Regions from separate parts of the Mus musculus genome. Here all the other regions are linked to region 2. A link is a contact called in public HiChIP or PLAC-seq data. All regions are on one chromosome and are shown on one strand. Each heading gives the region's core, a stretch centred on a gene start, on an enhancer-like site or on the middle of the called end of the contact. The rest is flanking DNA. Distances are from core to core; before and after follow the strand shown. Region 1 has its middle 16 kb from the start of Lncppara. Region 2 holds the start of Gtse1 (G two S phase expressed protein 1). Region 3 has its middle 29 kb from the start of D130051D11Rik.

The links. HiChIP or PLAC-seq counts read pairs in DNA pulled down with a chosen protein or histone mark.
Region 1: an HNF4G HiChIP or PLAC-seq map of pancreatic cancer cells shows a contact between it and region 2. The contact joins the enhancer-like site here to the promoter of Gtse1 in region 2. A contact is called at or near these places in 5 of 115 datasets of contacts at active chromatin or transcription factors (VIP interneurons, embryonic basal ganglia, embryonic stem cells and 2 more) and 2 of 9 other capture datasets (adipose tissue and liver).
Region 3: a FOXA1 HiChIP or PLAC-seq map of pancreatic cancer cells shows a contact between it and region 2. The contact joins the enhancer-like site here to the promoter of Gtse1 in region 2. A contact is called at or near these places in 8 of 115 datasets of contacts at active chromatin or transcription factors (VIP interneurons, bone marrow-derived dendritic cells, bone marrow-derived macrophages and 5 more) and 2 of 9 other capture datasets (adipose tissue and pancreatic islet).

What each region holds. Positions count from the first base shown.
Region 1 is chr15:85,685,128-85,689,858 of GRCm38.p6, forward strand. No RefSeq gene overlaps it. Among named protein-coding and RNA genes, the nearest start is that of Lncppara, 16 kb to the right of the region's middle. Within about 2 kb of position 1,739, at least 163 of the 459 cell types and tissues checked have an H3K27ac peak or open chromatin away from gene starts, as enhancers often do. A contact at or near this core is called in embryonic basal ganglia and pancreatic cancer cells, where this site is marked.
Region 2 is chr15:85,857,786-85,861,958 of GRCm38.p6, forward strand. It overlaps Gtse1 (G two S phase expressed protein 1), which reads left to right and starts at 1,922. Exons shown (of 12, transcript NM_001168672.1): 1 at 1,922-2,009; 2 at 2,219-2,310; 3 at 4,116-4,173. The coding sequence starts at 2,286. Ttc38 (tetratricopeptide repeat domain 38) reads left to right here. Exons shown (of 14, transcript NM_001033337.4): 14 at 1-1,037.
Region 3 is chr15:85,661,231-85,665,507 of GRCm38.p6, forward strand. No RefSeq gene overlaps it. Among named protein-coding and RNA genes, the nearest start is that of D130051D11Rik, 29 kb to the left of the region's middle. Within about 2 kb of position 2,666, at least 37 of the 459 cell types and tissues checked have an H3K27ac peak or open chromatin away from gene starts, as enhancers often do. A contact at or near this core is called in pancreatic cancer cells, where this site is marked.

The sequences.
Region 1 (4,731 bases), core at 489-2,988, 170 kb before region 2:
TGGGATCTTGCCTGCTCTCACCCTGCCAAAAGCTCATGGGACAAACCTCACCTGGGCCTGGGCTTTCAAAGTCCCAGTTAGTCACCTATTCCATATGCCAGGTGCTATAACATGGGACCTTCTGATAGACCCTTTCAGAGTCTAACATGGCTGCTGTCAGATGTCCCAGGGGCAGGAAGACACACTCTAATCATCCCGGGCCTTTTCTGTGAATGTAGACTGAATTGCCCAATGCCAGTCCATTGGGATACTTGGCACCTGAGGGCTAGGGTGGGGGGGTCTCAGGCCTGTATCCAGCATACTCGAGCACCCTGGGAAAGCTCTGCCCCTGAGACAGGGTCATTCTTGAACAGATGACCCCCTGGACCATCCAGCTGAGAGGACAATGCCAGGTACCGGAAAGTGAGCACTCCTAAGGCCAAGCATATGACTAGGACCTCAGCTAGGTGTCAGGATAGCAAAGGAATGGCCACTGAGGTCAGTGTCCAGCTGACAAGAGAGGAGATAAGAGCAGGTAAGCAGGCCCGGCTAGAGAGCTCCAAGGCTGAAAGCTTTGGCCCAGGCGTGAGCTCGGACGGAATTGGCTCTTCCCAGAGAGCCCCCGTGCAAGTTAGACACCACAGACAGGTCTTATTCTGTGTGATGGGGAGAAGTGATTTTGCAGAGTACCTACTAAGTGCCAGGCCCAGGCTGGGAATTGTCATGCATTTTAAAAAACAATCTCCACATTCATTTTAATGTCTCCAATTCTGTCTTGTCTTGATGTCTGACCGGAGCCCATGCTGAATGCATTAGACTGCAGAATAAATAGAGCATAGTTCTTGCCCTCGAGAGAGAACCCCCCTGTCTAGTGAGCGCTGGGTGCTAACTTTTCTATATAAGCAGGTCAAGGTACAGAGAGGCTGGAGAGCTTTCCCACAGCCAGAGTCTGGCGTTGGACTCCCGTTTATTTCCTGCCTGTTAGAGGCTGACTTTGGCCGGTTTCTCCTCAGACACCCAACACCAGTAAGGATCTTTCCTTTGGCCTGGAGTTCTGCTGCAATAAAAAGGAGTTGTCCTGAGGGTCTAGGCCATGGAGGTTTGGGGTTGCTGGAGACCTCTCTGACAGAGCTACCATCACCTCTCTGCTGGAGTCTGCAGCTCTGAGTTTTCTGGGGGTCTAGGATACTTCCCTGGCTCAGGGTTTCTATACCTATGTGGTCTGATGTGCTGTGGACCACACTCAGGGTAGCAGCAAGAGATGAGGAGGGAGCCTGGTGTCCCCATTGTTTCCCATAGTCCTGAGGCAGGGAGCTACTTAGAACTGGGAGCCTGGATGCTGTGTCCCAGGTCATGATGGGCTCATAAAAGGCTAGTTCTCCGTGGTAAGTGTGTCAAAGCACAGAGCAAGGGGGACTTCTAAGAGTCCCACCCAGCTGCATTAGTTGGTGTGGCCCACGTTGGGGGCTTGTGTCCCCCAAGCCCACAGAGTCTCTTGCATATCACAATGGTATGGAGCTCCTTTGATTCTTTAGGCCTCCATCACTCAGGTTGTAGGCCCCGTAGCACACCAGGCCAAGTGTGCCTGTGGGAGGAGAGCCATCGGTACCATCGAGAGAACAGTAGAGGACCATGTGGTGGTGATCCCTGTCTCGCTCCCCAACTCCCCCCACTTTACAAGTACCAGCAGGCCTGAGGCACACAGAGCATCCACATGGCTGGCATGACTAATGCAGATATCTTCAGGAAGGCCAGGCTCCCACTGAGATGCCCGTGGGCCTACTCCCTTTGGAGGAGGCTTGGGTCGTGGGTTGAGAGCACCTGAGGAATCCAGGAGACTTCCTGGAGGTGGTGGACCGACAGCCCTGGGCTCTTCCCTAAAGCTGACCACCATAGCTATGGCTGCAGGGCCCTGCGCCCAGTCTTACTCCTGCCACGTCCCAGGGCTCCCTGCCAGGCGCCACCCCCACCCCCCCACCCCCACCAGCCCTGAACAGGCCACATCTGCTGCAGCAGCCACGCCAGAGCTCCACCTCCTATCCTGTCCCCATGGAAACCAAAGTCAGGGGGGGGGAGTTAGCCACTGACTGGTTTCCATTAGAGCAGCCTGCTTTTCTGGAGCCCTGCCCCTGAGCTTCTAGGCCTCCCCAGAGACTTCCTCCTGCATTTGCTGAGCACCACTCAGTCTGTGCCAGGGAGCTCAAGGGTCCCAGCCCTGCCCACACTAGCCAGCTTACATCAGGGAAGTATCAGGTGGGTTCAGGGCCCAGCCAATCACTAGGGATGCTTTGGGCCAGTTATGGTGTTGGGACTGACCGAAAACCACCACCACACAGATTTTGTGTCTTAAAGAAGCTATGTGCCCAAGTCAGTCCTGCCTGGATTCCAGAACTCCCACCCAATCGTAGAACCTATGGGACCTTAGACCCCTTTTTCCAGTCTCTGGGCCTCGGTTTACCCATCCTCAACATGAGAGGGTTAGCAGGTTTCTATGTCCCTTGTAGTAGTATTTAAGTAGGGAGGGTGGGAAAGGAAGAAAGAAGAAAGAAAAAACGGAGCCACAGCAGTGTGAGCTCCTCTGGGCTCCCAGGCTGCGGTTTTGTTTGCTTTCAGAGAAGGGGGTTTTGAAGGAATCTTGGTTGTGGAATGTGTCTGAGACGGTGGTTGGAGAGGCCGCACACAAGCCAGCCAGAGCCCTTAGCATCTGTTTGGCACCCAGTGACCTAGCTATGAATGCAGCGACAGGAAGCTCCAGGCCTGCCAGAGGGCTCTGCAAACGACCAAAGAGGTTTCCAGAGGTCAGAAACCTAGGCCTAGGATGAGATCCTACTTAAAAAAAACAAAAAACAAAAAAAAACAAAACAAAAAAAAACCTCCCGTGTGTTCATCCCTAGGGAGGCCTGGGAAAGGGATACATACATGGTGGCTTTGCAAAGTTCACCTGAGGGCTATATGTGTCTGTGGCAGCTTCAACCTGGCCTTTACGCGGGTGGCATGGTAGTGCACCACCCTCCTCCTTCATGGAATCAGGAAGAGAATATGGATGTATGCGCTGGCACTGACACTGGCACTGGCTCTGGGGGCGGGGAGCACCTTTTGAGCAGCCTCCAAATGGGAAGCCGCTTGCATTGCCTTCAGTGCCTCACTGTTTGCATCTGCAAAATGGGGACAGCGACCCAGACTCGGTGTGAAAGCTAGAGGAAAAGAGGGGCCAGAGCTGGATACATGCAGCAGGTAGGATCTAAGTGGGACCAGCATGGGGACCTCATGAACCAAACAGGCCCCGCATCCCAGTTGCTGCTGCATTCTAGTTGCTGCTGCCCAGGTACTGAGGCACCTGTCTTCACATTTTCTCTGATTCGTTCCTGATTCAAGTGCCGTGGCGGTCTCCTACCCCTAGGTCTCTCAGGCTCACTGCCCATCCCTCTGTCAGGGAAAGTAGGGCATGAAGATTCTGTCTCTGTGACTCCAAGGCTGGGTGTGGTAACATTTTTTAGCTTTCCTTCCCAGCTGGGGAGGAAACTTCGATGAGGACGGATCCTCTTCTGATAGCTACTGTGCAACATGCAAACACACCACCTCGTAGCTGTAGGCCGAGGGAGCTGGGTAGAGCAGAGTGCTGGGCCTGGTCCGGCTTGATTTAGACATCCAGGAGACTGGGAAAGCATAGGAAATGAAGGAAATCTCCCCAGGGAAGGGAGAGACGAGATAGAGGAGCTTAAGTACCCAGATAATTATAAAGCATAGCCTGATGATTTACCGCCAGGCCGACTGGCTCCTCTGACTGCCCCTACCACCTGTCCTCTGCCCCCCCCCCCATATGCCCTAGAGGCCAGCAGTGGGGAAAGCAGAGAAGCAGTGGGCATGGCCCCACGCCCAGCCTTTATGTTGTTTCCTAGAGTTGGGCTCCAAGTAGGCTCTGGGCAGGAGTCACCGTGAAGGGGACCAGGCTTTATTGTGCTGGGCTCAGACATCTGACCCTACCCAGCTCTGTTGTCTAGACCAAAGAAAAGGGGCTATGAGATCAGGCACTTACAGAATATCCCTTAGCCTGTACCCTGTTCGCAGCTGCAGGGACCTTAGTGGACAGAGCCAAAAAGCCTGACCTTCCCACCTAAAAGAGGGTTCTCGTCACAATCTCCGTTGTGAGACATTTATTGTTGTTTGTTTTGAAACAGGGTCTCACAGTGTAGCCTCAGCTAGCCTGGAACTTGCTGTGTAGACCAGGTAGGCCTTGAACTCACAGAGACCCACCTGCTTCTGCTCCTGGAGTCCTGGAATTAAAGGTGTATGCTACCACACCCTGTTAGTGGAACCCCCGACAAGCCTTATGTCTCCACGCTCTTTTATTTTATTAGGATTCCTTGTCACCACCTAGAAGCGCCCCCCTAGCCTTCTGCTCAGCTCCTACACTGTGGGCTTACAACCCTGATGGTCCTTTCACCAGTGTCTACACTGAGAGCTCCTGGCGCAGGATGGCTATAACCACGTATGGCTCCTCACAAGCTGGCTCAGGTGTATTTTAGGGAAACACTCTGAGAGCGAAGGCACTGGAGGGAAGGTCCCCTATGCCTCCGTGTATGGATCTCTCCCATGGACTCGCTCCAGTATCATGAGCACAGAACCACAGGCCTGAGAGTTCCTGAGAGGACAGTCCCACTGCAGCAACCTTGTCTCCCATCTTTGTGTTTGCCATTCACCTTCTGGAGTCTGTGATCGACATATTTAATATGATTTTGTCCAGTGAAGTGG
Region 2 (4,173 bases), core at 672-3,171:
AACAAAAACCAACTTGTCGCTCCCTATGAGCCAAGTGTTGAGTCCATGGGGACCAAACCTATTCAAACCACTACACCAGCTTAGGGCTGCTCTGCTGTGGCAAATAACCAGATAAGTGACATAGCCATCACGAGGTTTAAGCCCATCTCCTGCTTCTGTGACAGGGACATCCCTCCTGGAAGTTGATGCAGTTCCTACTTAAGTAGGGACTGATGGGCAGGTGGGAGTGGGGAGTGGGTTGGAGGTCTCCAAACCAGATCTTTGCTTAGCCTGCTCAGAGTCCCTGCAGTCTGCTGAGGACTGGACAGGTTTTGGGCATTCATTAAAACAATTGGTCCCGTTGACTACCCTCTCCTATGGGAACCTCTGAGCAGCTCCCAAGTGCCAGGTTTGGGTTGCGTCCTAGGGAGATGGGCTTCTCTAATCTTAGCTGGATGAGGCAGCAAGTCAAGAAATTGTGTAATCGCCATAGGATTTGAAGAGGTACTGTCTCCATATCAGGGAGCCTGGGGACAGGTGCCAAGGGGGAACCTCCTCATTAGTCCTCATTATGTATATGATTCCAAATAATACATGATTCAGCCAGAAGCGGAGTCTTGCTCTCTGTCTCTTTCAGAAAGCCTTCCACCCTGCCTGTGGGCTGGTGACAGTGCCTTCTCTTTGCCCCATAGCCCTTGGCACTTGCCCTTGCTATTGAACCACTTTGTGCTGTGATCTCTGGTATTCAATGGCTTCCATTGAATGCCTTGTCTGTAAAAGCTGGTATGTGTAGGCTTTCATGAAAGAAGGCATGCATCTGCCAGGGACAGGCGACTGATCTTAAAGGGAAATGTGTATGCGTCTGGAGAGATGGCTCCATGGCTGAGCACTTGCCGTTCTTCCAGATGACCAGAGATCAGTACCTAGCGCCCACGTAGAGCCTGTAAATCTAGCCTCAAGGGACCTGACACTCTCTTCTGGCCTCTGTAGGCACTTGCATACCTGTACATACGCACACGTCGGCAAAAAAAATAAAATAAAAATATTTTTAAAGCCAAGAGAAAATGTAAATAGCAGTGAGTTACTATGGGTATGCTTTCCTGAACATCTACTATGACCTGATATGATACAAAGAGAAGTGTTGGTGAACTTTACTGCCCAGTGGATAGCCCCAGGGATGCAGGGATTTCATGCACAGGAGCTAAAGGCTTGGACCACAGATGTGACTGCCACCGTGGTCTTGCGCCCCCCCCTCCCGCCCCCGGTGTGAATCAGAAAAGCCTGGCCCTTAAAATTCCAGATACACAGAACCGGTCACCATCCCCAGCCGGTGGGAACCTTGGGTCCGACGAAGCCAGCTTGCCTACTAGTGAGCCAGACCTGGCCGATGTGTAGAGACGACATCCAGACTTGATGGCCTTCTTGATGGCTATCCAGGCCAACCCTGGACTTCCTTGAACCAACAGACCTTGAAGCCAGTTTCCTGCTCATTGCTATCCAAAGGCATCTAACATATTGGCAGCAAAGAAGTGCTAAGACCGGCTCTGTCACTCTTCTGCATTTGAGGGAAAAGGGAGGGCCTGCACACCAGAGTACAGGAGAGAGGCCTTAGGCTGCAGAGAGTACCCGGACGCATGAGAAATACTGGAGATACCAGGACAAGCACCGGAGAGAGTCGGGACAAATTCCTTCCTAGCTGCCTGACCATCTCCTATGCCCCACCATCACCGCCTCGGTCCCTTTTGCTAGCACAGCCACAGGCGGAACGCTTAAATCCTTTCTGTGTCTCCGGAGGAGGAGAGTCATGGGAACTTCCGGTGGGAGTTTCCTGCGCCCAGCGGAGCCAATCCGTGGCTTGGAGTCTTGGGCATTGGTCTTGTACATCAGCACTCTGACTACATTTCCCAGGCTGCACCGAGAGCGTCTCCTGTTTAAACAGGCCAATCGGCGGCCGGCGGAGCCGGGCGCCGCGTTTAAACCGGTGCCGGAGACCCAGCTGGATTTTATGCCTTCCCGGTCAGAGGCGAGGGGTAAGGAGTGGTCGTAGCGCTGGTCCCGGAGAGTGGGGAACCGGGTCCCGAGCCGCAGAGATCCGGGGAGGACGGGCTGCGGTGCCAGCTCTGCAGCTCAGAGCCGGAAATCCGTTACCCCGCCTCGGGGCGCACAGTCTGGGAAACCGGGAGCAAGTTGGGGCTTGCCTCTGACTTGCCTAATTCTCCCGTCCCCTTGCTTCCTGCAGCGAACTCTGTGGAAGGAGGAGACGGCCGCGACGTGCCTTCGGCCAACCAGTGGAGAGAGAGGTGAAGATGGATGCTGGTAGTAAAAAAGAAGGTAAGTCCTTTCTGTTCGTAAGGCTGTTCTGGAGTGTATTCCTTTTCACCCCAAACAAAATAGAGAGGGCTACAACAGATCAAAGAAACGAAGTCTGGATTGATAAGCAAATAAATTTAACTGAAGTTACTTACAAGGACATTAGCAATTCATAGCTCCACCACCAAAGAAGCCCCTACAACATCCCCACCCACTTTTTAAAACCACTTATGTAATCTTAAGAGGGGCCTCCCCCCACTTCCAGAAGGGCTTTAAGTGGGGGTCTTAATCTTGTGAGGGTCTCCTGTGGTTAATCACAGTTGCTGTGCTATCAAAATGGCAACAGCTTTCTCTTGCACTGAGCGCAGAGTCCCTCACTCCACCCATTCCCCTGTGGTTCATTCTTTTCTCCTCCACTGACTTACTTTGTTTGCTTTTCCTTTCTTGCTTGTTTTTTTGAGCCCTCACTTTGTAACCCGGAACTCACTCTGTAGTCCAGGCTGGCCTTGAATTCATCGAGAGCCACCTTCGGAAGCCTTCTGAGTGCTGGCAAATTCTTTGAAAAGCAAGACTTGCTACGTGGTGGCTGCACACGCCTTTAATGCCCCAACTGCAGAGGCAGGCAGATCTCTTGAGTTTTATTTCAAGGCTAGCCTAGCCTGGTCGACAGAGTGAGTTCCAGAACAGTTAGTTCTCTTTGTAAACCTACACAGTGAAACCCTGTCTAAAAGAGGGGAGGAGGAATCTTTACGATGACTTGGTTTGTGTGTGTGTGTGTGTGTGTGTGTGTGTGTATGTGTATGTGTGTGTTTGGGGGTGGTAACCAAGGTGTGCAAGCACCTGAGGGTCCCAGGGCTTGAACTCAGGTCATCAGATGTGGTGGGAAGTAACTTTGCTCCCCTGAGTCTTAGAGGGTTGATGTGGGTTTACAATTATTTTCTCCCTTTTAGGGCTGAGCACTGGGCCTTTGCACCCTATCAGGTTATGTATCCTCTTTGACACCTTAGGAGACTGCTTAACACAGTGATGCCCATTATAAGAAGCACCTCTAATGACCTAGGCTGGCAGCCCAGTCCAGTAATTTATGAGCATAAACATAAAGGTTTAGAATGCAACTTAACCAGGCTGTAACGTGCATCCTTAATGAAGCCTATGACCTTCCTCCACCTTAGGATTTTGTCCTGAATTATGTAGGTTCCCTCCGGTGAAGCAGACCTTTAAGTACTACTGGGAAGTGGCTGGTCTGTGAGAGAGAGCTGAATAAATCCACAGTTGGTTCAACCAAGGCTATGCTAGGAATGTGGATAGGCAGAGCAAAATTTTTGTTGGTGGTTTTGGTTTAGGTTTTGGGGTTTTTTTTGTTTTTGTTTTTTGTTTTGTTTTCTTTTTTGTTTTGTTTTTTTGGAAAGGGACCCGAGGAGCAGTGGTGCTCCACAGATACTCGTTGGTCTCTACTGTGAGTTTGAACCATCTTTGAACTCATCGCTGATAGATGTCTCATAATTGAATTCCAGGCTAGCTAAAGTAGTTGATCTTTAGAAAATAGCCTGTGCCTGAAGGTGACTTAGCCTTCTTGGAAACCCTAGATTCTATCATAGAGGTAAGGTTCTGTGTTTTGATGGTGGATCAGTGCACTCAGAGTGGCTCCTGGAACTTGAGAGTGGAAATGGGAAATAAGAAGGACTTGAGGTGCCCATGACAATTGATTGAATTCAGGCAACAATCTATTACTTTACTGAGAGATTCATAGCAACTGTGAAACCAGTGCTTTCCTGTTTTATGTTACCCTAAAATAACTGAACTTTTTCTCCCCATCCCCACCCCAGACTTTCTTCTTTTGGAAGATGAAAAATTTGACTTCGATCTTTCCTTGTCTTCTTCAAG
Region 3 (4,277 bases), core at 1,416-3,915, 200 kb before region 2:
ACACTGACTGACCCTGGGTTCAAACGAGGACTCAGCTTCGGACACTTCTGAACACTAATGCGGACCCGGACCTGGATCCTGGGCCCTGTCCAGGGCAAAAATCAGACCTGGATATTGACACAGACCCAGTTGGGACTGCAGAGTCCATCCTCAGCACCCACACAGACACTGGATTCAAACCTAGACCCGGACCAGAGCTACAGACTTGGACCTAGTCTCTGCCTACAACATGCATGCCTGGCTGTGGCACAGTCCCAGCATCCAAGCGGTCCCCAGCCTGACTGTAGGTTGCACACTAAGCTGCCTTCAGTGCTGCACCTTGAACCCTCCTCTTAGGATCTGGTACCTAGGCATCTTAGCTCATGGCTCAAGTCTGGGGCTGCCTGCAGGAGGTGTGCCAGGCCAATCCTCTTCATTCAATGAACTGGTGCTCCTATGTCCTGCTTAAAGGTCCCAAGCAGGCCTGTGGCCAGGTGAGACATTGGTCCTCTTAGTTTGGTACTTGCCCAGGAGTCATTAAGGATCTCAGGTGGTTGGATGCAGATATGAGAGAGTATTATATTAGTCTTTTGCTAGCCCCTTTCTTTACCAATGCTAGGAAGTCTGTTTATATAGTAGGAAAAGACAGAATTCTCTGTCCAGAAAGCTGGACTCCTCACCCTTCTCCACACAACTCTTCTTTCCCCTCCAAATTACATCTCCAGTGGAGGGTAATGCCAGGTGATGCTAGCATCTCACGCCACGCACACAGCAGGCACTGAATTCAGGCCCGATCACTCCGTAGCCTGTCTCCTTTGTTCTTCCACCCATATTGGACAAGGCTATAATTTTTATCCCGAGAAGCTTTTAAGACTTAACTCCTTGTATTTTGAAAATGGGCTTTATCTATTTTTATAAAAGGCACTTTCTTGTAATTAGGTGCAGAAACAAAACAAGCAAAGGACTCTTAGAAGACGATGCTTTTGAAGATGGCGGAGAGTCCTGCAGCCCTTGGCTCTTCTGGGCAAGGTCTTCTGGCCTGATTTCTCAGTTATTTCAAAGTTTTGTTCCCAACTTTAACTATTGCCAGGCTTTGCCAGGAAGACTTTCAAGATGTGGGTTTCCATTCTGAACGTGTTTTTTGCAGGGTAGAAACTGCCTCCGGGAAGGCCAAGCACTCTGGAGTTGCCAGGACATGCCTTAGTATTGTAGGAAAGGCTCTGGGATGGGGTCCTGCCACGACCAGTAGTAGTGGAGGGAGCTGCGTGGCAACTTTGCCCGTGCTCAATGTGCCACAGCTTGGAAAGGGCACCATATGGAAAAATTATCCTCGTTCTTCAGGCCTTCCCCAAGTCTTCACTCCACCAGTGACCATGGCATTAACCTAGCCTTACTCTTTTCTGAGACAGTTAGCAATCCGCCGTTGATGGTTGCCTTGGTGGGATGCTGAGGATCCTGAATGTGAGGACCCCCAGGAAAAAGTGTTCTGTGACCTTACTGCTCAGAGGAGACCTTCAGGTTTCCCACACATTTGCATCAACCGCTCTTCTTTTGACACTGAGACCATGGGACAAGTACTTGCCAGGCCCCAGAGTGACTGTAAGCAGGCATGGCCCTGGGAACCACTCTGGCTCACTGGTTAAGAAGGCTCTAGTTTCTGGGGGAATGAGGCAGAGCCCTGGAGATATGGTCCCTTAGGTCAGTCCACGTGACTTTCTTATGAGGAGGCTCAAAAGCACGATGAGGAGCACGTGTCTGAGATTTTTATACCTCAAGGCTGGTTTTGAAGAGGTGGTCAGGATGAACCTCAGATGACCAAAGCTGGCTTCAGGCTCAGTTTGGGGAGGTTTGCCCAAGCTGAACCAGCTGAAGGCAGCTCTGGCCTGAGGTTTCAAAGGGATTCTGGTTGTTGCTGTTGTTGTTGTTGTTGCTGCTGCTGCTGCTGCTGCTGTTTTTTTTCTTTCTGGAAACTCCTTTTATCTGTGAAATAAGTCTATATTGGAAGAAGTGAATGGTGATGTTTTCCTTTATTTATTTATTTTTTAAGCGCATATGTGTGACCGGGTTAGGGTCCCAGGTCTGTGTAATATCCAGCCCTGTCAGTATTCTCTGCCTGCTGTGCCTCAGTCTTTCAAGAGGTCTGGTCTTTTTTGTTGTTCCTCTTGAGTTGGGAGGGTCAGATGAGAGGAGGTGGGAGCATGCTGTGTAAGTTATAAGTGCTTGCTGTATACACAGGGATCCCTGTCATGCTATGTACGTTGTGAGGGGCTTGCTGTATACACCAGCAACTCGGTCACTTCTACCTTCTGAGATCCCCGCCCCCCCCCCCAGTGAGGGAGTCATTTGTGATTAAAACACCTAGCAGCTCCTATAGTGTCCAGTGCTTATGGGATAGCAATGCCGTTGTTGACTTGAACCATGTCGAACCCCTCTGTGCTGGCTCTAATGAAGGAGGACTGATCATAGATGAAGAATCTCAACCTCTCCCTTTAAAAATGATAACAAGATGGCCCCGATTTGGGAGACTGGAGTCGATGGTCCTCTGGGGTACCAGATAGCCATTTGTCTGTCCACAGCCTTCACAGTTGTGCCCACCCTGGCAAAGGGAATTGTCCTCTGTCTGAGCCTGAGCATAGGCTACACTCTTTGGCTCTACCTTGAAGCTCTCAGAGTGGCTGAGCCAGGAGCTGGGCTCTCATTCACAAAGCACAGCTTTTATTGCAAGGAAAGCTCTGCTGTATCAGGCCTCTGTCTGTGATCTAGGTCGATTTGGGGGGGGGGGAGGTGTTGGCACAGGTGTAATGAGAAATGGTGTAACTCAGGAGAGGCTACAGATAGGGCCTGCCCTGCACCTGGCTGAGGGCTATCCAATAAGGGCTTAAGATCGCCGTTGGGCCACAGAGGAAACCAAAGTGTTATTGCTACACACACACACACACACACACACACACACACACGCACGCGCGCGTGCACACACGCACACGCACACGTGCACATACATATGGACACACATGCACACACAGACACAGACACACGCGTATGTTACCTCTATGAATCTAACACTTCACGTCCTCAGTATTAAAGTTTGAGGCACCAACAGACTGCCTTAAAGTCTCTTTCAACCTGTCTGCCTTGGAGCGGTTGGTTGTATTTATAATTCTTCTCGTCACATCAAAGAACTCTATGTTTCTTGTAGGCTGTTTGCAGGCCGAGTGTTTTGGTTTTTGGCTACAGCCGGCTAGGTTTTCTGAATCTGTGGCTCCAGGTGTGCGCCGACAGGCTTTTTCCCAGCTCGTGACATTTCCTTGTGAGCCTTGGGGTCCTGCTGTAAATTCAGTGTTCAACCCAGGACAAGTTTCCAAGTTTAAAATTTTGAGAGGGAGAAAAGGAGTTGGCCGTATCCATGTCCACCGCCTCCCCTAGAGAGAAAGTCTTCTGGGCAGAGCTCGGCTGGGAGGCAGATCAGGCTGAGAATTTCCAGTACCGAGCTGAAAAACTGGTTAATGGGTTAGGCATTCACAACGGTGAAGTCTTTCAGTGTGAACTCAAATCCTCCCCTCTGCATAACATGGAGAACTAGGGTGTAACAGTGAAATGTCTGCTCGTGTTTCTGGTTATCTCAAAGTACATTTTCAAAATCTGCATTTGTCATTAAAAGATATATATATATACACACACATATATGTGTGTGTTACATATATAATACACTACAATATATTATATATTACATATATAATATATTACACATATATTATACATTATATATAATATATTACATATACATATTACATATATATATGTATTTCCTAAGAGTAATACCTTTTCATGTCCAGTGGCCTTCATGACCACTTTCTTTTGCTTAAGGAAAATAAACTTCATATTCTTTTGAAAGCAGGAATCACTGTAATAGCCAGAAGCAAAATGAAAGCATTGGGTTTTTTTTTTTCTTTTGAATATTTCTTTTGCAGCAGTTAAATATTCCCTTTCCTTGAGTAAATCCCTAGTTAAGTTATTTCCTCTCTGGCATAAAGGGCATCCACGAAGAATTGGACTTTTAAGTCTGAAGTTGACATTAGATATAATTAGGGAAATGAAGCCGTAGAGGAAATTTCACTGTGCAAAATCATATTTGACGTTTTGAAATAATAAGAGTATTTCAATAAATAAGAACACTGGGCAAAAGTGCTAAAAAGCCAAGCACCTTGTAATTAACCCCCTCCCTGAAAATTTCCATGTCCAGTGTGTGCATGATCTACAGTCGGCTAAGTCCTGTCCCAACCCTTAAAAAGAAAGTAATC